Linked DNA regions of Gossypium hirsutum: region 1 is linked to region 2. The links are chromatin contacts, called in public Hi-C maps. All regions are on one chromosome and are shown on one strand. Each heading gives the region's core, a stretch centred on a gene start, on an enhancer-like site or on the middle of the called end of the contact. The rest is flanking DNA. Distances are from core to core; before and after follow the strand shown. Region 1 has its middle 30 kb from the start of LOC107910726. Region 2 has its middle 14 kb from the start of LOC121214646.

The links. A called contact is a pair of places that touch in the nucleus more often than the background predicts.
Region 1: a contact with region 2 is called in a Hi-C map of leaf, with 2.1 times the contacts expected there. The contact joins two enhancer-like sites. A contact is called at or near these places in 2 of 34 Hi-C or Micro-C datasets (anther and leaf).

The regions. Positions count from the first base shown.
Region 1 is chrD02:17,685,883-17,688,582 of Gossypium_hirsutum_v2.1, reverse strand. No RefSeq gene overlaps it. Among protein-coding and RNA genes, the nearest start is that of LOC107910726, 30 kb to the left of the region's middle. Within about 2 kb of position 1,427, at least 3 of the 9 cell types and tissues checked have an H3K27ac peak or open chromatin away from gene starts, as enhancers often do. A contact at or near this core is called in leaf, where this site is marked.
Region 2 is chrD02:17,519,105-17,521,804 of Gossypium_hirsutum_v2.1, reverse strand. No RefSeq gene overlaps it. Among protein-coding and RNA genes, the nearest start is that of LOC121214646, 14 kb to the right of the region's middle. Within about 2 kb of position 1,419, at least 1 of the 9 cell types and tissues checked has an H3K27ac peak or open chromatin away from gene starts, as enhancers often do. A contact at or near this core is called in leaf, where this site is marked.

The sequences.
Region 1 (2,700 bases), core at 178-2,677, 170 kb before region 2:
TAAGAAATGGACACATGAACCACTGTTGCCAAAATTTAATGTTAAATCATTTTGATGCTGATCTAGCTGCTTAAACAGCATTTGAAACTAATCAAGAGTTTGTATTAAACAGTGAGGAAAAGATAAAAAGAAAAGCCAATGGCAGTCAATAAGTGTTTGTGACATAGTTGGGGGTACAGTGGTCCTAGTGATAGGCTTCTTACCTGCAAAATTCAGGCTGAATTTCAACCCTAGTTGGCAGTGGGGTCTTATGGGATTACCGTTAAAAGCCAATACAAGCTATCTGTGAATGAAATTTAGGCCTCAATTACCCCTCTATATGGGCAAAAAGAAAGCACCATTGGTAGATTTTTTTTTTTTTGGTTTAGGGCATTAGGGGGTCAATACTGCCACCCAAGTCATTTAATATTGGCGGCAAAAACCAACCAATCTCTGGGTCTAATTTGGCAAAACCCAGAGTGTGCAACCCTACCCTATCTCTTATGTTCAGAGACTGGAATTGATGTTGGAGTTGAATGTAATGATAAGGGTATGAACATCATTCTATTTTGGTTGCATTTGTACCAATGGATAACAACTTCTAAATATCCATCCAACTTATATAACATTAATGCCCAACATCTCAATGTATCTCACTATCTCCTATCTGTTTCCCTTTACTCGTTCTCACTTGAGTTTATCATAATTGATATTAAAAATTAAAAAAATAAATAAATGAGACTAATGACAATTTCATAGAGTTAAAAAACCTCCATCGCATATACACTATAAAAAAAGTAATAGTTTAGGAAGAGTTAAAACTGATTGTATGGATCATTTTGGCAATCATCTCGCCTTTTAAATTTTGTATAATATTTCAGGTTGAACTCGTGAGCATATTATGTCTACAAGTTTAGGTAATTCTCGTTTAAAAGAAGTATTACATTTTATGTGCTAATAAATATTTACTATTTATTTTACAAGCTGGCACCAAGGATCTCAGAGCACCACCCAAATATATTTTATAATATAAAAATAAATATTTTAGGTTTAAAATAGTGAAAATAAATTAAAATTTTTATATATATTTTTTCAAAATATATCATATAAAAGTTATTGATTTTTTTTATTTACTTGAAAATTTATTATTCTTTAAAAATATTTATGAAAATGATTTTAAAACTTTGTCAAATAAAATTCAAAAACTGTAAAACGAAACTCATTTTACTAAAATAAAATTAAAATACAAAACAAGAAAAGATTAATACGAGACAAGTGAGAATCAAACCAAACCAAAATTACAATAAACTATTGGAAAAATTCCAAAAACCTCACTTAGGCGAGTTGGGTGGGCGGGTAACCAAGTCCAAGAGATTTGGGTCTACACATATAGTGTGATAGTTGGTGCACGTCAATGTTAGCCATTTGCAGCAATTGATGGGCCTAAAAGAAATTATAGTCAAACCAAGTTTTGCTTTAACATTTCGAAATTCTCTCTTCAGCCGAAAGTCCCCATCTACTTTCTCCTAAATGAATTTTGGGGTCTATGCTCTATGGGCTATAGCATAAGTTGCACCTTTACCCCTAATCCATGGTTATTGGTTAATCCATTCAACTTTTTGAAGTTTCAAAGGCTTTATGAAAGACGTTAAATGACTGACATTTTAAAGTTGGAAATAACTACTCTACTTTAGTAATTTTTAAGTGGTTGTATCATTTTCTGAAGAAAAATTGAAAATTAACCCCAATTAGGTTACTTGGGTTTATGAAATATAAATTTAAAAATGAGAATTGCTCGAAGCTTAATCGAATTCTATTCTTTATTATATAAATATAAATATAAATATAAATATTTTATATTTAAAATAGTGAAAATAATTTAAAAGTTCTTGAAAAATTATTATTTTTTAGAGATATTTATGATTTTTTTTGAAACTTTGTCAAATAACATTGAAAAAAGTCATAAAACATAGTTCATTTTGTCAAAATAAGTCTAAAAATCCAAAACAAATAATTAATATGAAAAACTAAAAATTGAACCAAACCAAACCGAATTATGATAGATAGTTCAAAAAATCTAAAAAACCTAACCAAACGGAACTGATATTACCCCTAATTGATGGTGCATCATTTTGTTTTTTTTTTCTTAACGCAAATTGATACTTAAATTATACCTTTTTTTTCCATCTATTTACCTAAACCCTTTTTTGGTCATAAGTGATACCTAAACTAATTTTTTCCCCAAATTGGTACCTTGGTACCTAAATTATTATTATTTTTCTCATTTTGATACCTAAACATTTTTTTGTCATAAGTAGTACCTAAACTATTATTTTGTTACTCATTTTGCACCAAAATGTTATATTCGTTAAAAAAATCAATGAATAAACTTAACAAATATTTTTAATTATTTGATTTCACTTTTTTTTCTTTTACATTATTTTTTTTATTTTTTTAATTTTTCCTTTTGTTTTCCTTTCTTCTTATTTTATAATGTTTGGTAATACCAACAATACTCAAAATTTGACCTCTCAAGGTCGACATGTCAGTCATTAATTCCATTTTTAAATATTTTTTTTGTTTTTATGATTTTTCAGTATTTGATCAAACTGGAATTCGTGGCTTGATCAGTTCAACCATCGGTTTGATTCTGAATAAATAAAAAATAAAAAATAAAATGAATAAATACATATGTAAGAGAAAATAAATTTTTTTCTTTTT
Region 2 (2,700 bases), core at 170-2,669:
TTACGTATCAAATAAATTATATTTAATTATTTCTTAAAATTTGTAATGTTATATTGATAATACAAGTTTAAATTTAAAAACATAATAATCAAAATTAGACTGAATTTAAATAAACAATTTAAAATTTATAGTGACTTATTATATAAAATAATAAATTGAATTATTGAATATAAATAATTTATATAAAAAAGGCGAAGAGGTTTTATGTTGGAATTTTCCCCTCCATGAATACTTTCTTTCTTTTCTAGTGACATGTCAAATTTTTATATTCAAAAAACATTAGAAATGTAAGAATTGTAATATATATATATGACATTATCACAACTTAAAAAAACGATTAATTAATATATAAGCTTAATTTAAAATTCGCTTTATTAGTCCATATTTTTTAATTGAACCATTCTAAGTCCATATATTTTTAGAATTTTGAATTTTAATCTTGATGCAAATAATAGTCGTTAATCATTAGCTAGATTTTTAATGAATAATATGTAGAAGCAACAAGCTAACATGACATTTCACATACAATAATATATTTGCCACATTGGATTTTGAAAATAGCAAAACTTAATGAATTTAATAGTTATCGTTTAATGATTACTGAAATTTTAAAATTTGAAAAGTATAGGTACTAAAAATGGCCAAATTAAAGTATAATAATTAAATCCACAACTTTCTTAAAGTACAGGGACTAATAGCAAAATTTAACCTAAAAAAATTGTGAATGCCTTGCCGTAAGTAGGGATTTTAACTCTAGTTAATAGTAAAAAGGTTAAATTCTACTATTTGTCCCTATACTTTAAGAAAGTTGTGGATTAAATCCCTATATTTTAATTTGATCATTTTTAGTCATTGTACTTTCCAAATTTTAAAATTTCAATCCTTACCAAACGATAATTGTTAAATTCGTTAAATTAAATTTTGTTATTTCCAAAATGTGATACGTCAAACTTATTATTATATAGGTAATGCCATGTCAAGTTATTATTTTCACATATTACTTACTAAAAATCTACTTAATGATTTAACAATTGTCACTTTGCGTTAACATTCGAAAAGTATAAAGACTTAGAATGATCCAATTGGACAATATGAACCAAATCTATAACTGTATACATAGTACTAAATTAGTAATTGAATTCAACTGAACAAATTTAATTGCTACTGTTCGAGTCAAAACTAAAATTTCAGAATTCGAAAAATACATGGACTAAAATTGGTCAATTCAAAACATACAGAGACTAAATGTAATCAAATTAAAGTATAAGGACTTAATCCATAACTTCTGTAAAATACAAGGACTTATAGAAGAATTTAACGAGCACAAGCAATTTCGAAGAAGATGAATATGCTCTAGCGGCACGGATGTTGGGCAAGAAAACCATACCGGGCCCATAGCAAAAGAATTTCGGTCATTGCCGTGTCACTATTTAATAAACTCTGCTATAGGGTCTTTGATCCTTCGGTTTCTGCAGCCCACAGCTTAGAGATTTTTCAGGTCCATTCAAAATCATTTCAACTTTGATTAATGGATCATGGATAAAACAAAAAATATATATATATAATTTAAGTTCTTATGCTGTTTGTATATTTAAAATTTAATCTTTTTATTTTATTTTTAAAAAATTAAGAATTTTTTGAATTTAAAAATCTAAATTCAATTGTTTAATACCGTTAACATTATTTAATTAAATTTATTATTGTGACATTTTAAAATAATAAAAATACTAACTTAGTAATTATGTAATAGACGAATGATATTATAACAGACTTGAAGTTAACAGAAAATTTTAATAATATTACAATTAGACTTGTAATTTTATACCTAAAGAGTAGAAAAATTAATTTTCTAAAAATAAAAATAGAAAGACTAAATTTTAAAGGTGTAATGAATACAAAGACTTGAGTATATTTTAACCTGAAAAATCATTGATAGAACATGAACAAATGCTCTTTCCTCCTTTGGTTAATGGATCAAGCACAAAAAATTAATTGCCCTTGCATTTTTTTTTGTAGTCTTGTACAAATTTTAGTCAAGTTTGCTGATAAGTGAGTCAAGATAATCTTTTTTTTAAATAAAAAGTTTTGCATTAAAATTGCTTGAATTGACTTTTTTTTACCTATGAGAGTAGTTAAAAATGTAAACTTTTTATTTAGTAAAAAAGCTGGAAAGAATTAATTAAATTATTAATACTAGGAAAGCTTAAGAATTAAATTGCACCATCAATCAAGGGGTCAAGGCCCTAGTTGCCCTTGGATAAGCCCTTACATTTAATGCTACTTTAATCGGAGTTTATGTTTTTCCTTAGACTCCTCATGAACCTTCAAATAACCCTTATGACCATTACCTTTAGCCTTACCTTTTACTTAGCTAGTCATTGCAGAAACGAATGCACAAAACACAAAGCAACCGAAGAAAGAAAAGAAAACAAGGAAACAAATGGTAAATTTGGCCACTAACGTTTATATGTTTAGTCAAAAAGATTCTAATTGTATTTTTTAGTCTTTTTTAGCCATCAACCTTTGGTTTTTTTTTCAAACTACTTTTTCTAACAAAATTGATGAAAGTACCATTAAAAAATTTAATGTGGATGGTGTGGAATATTTGATGTGTTTTCCCGTTACTAACTAAAAATACGACAAAGGCAAGTGCACCTATCGATAAATAGCATAGCTACGGTGAGTAAAGATATCATATCC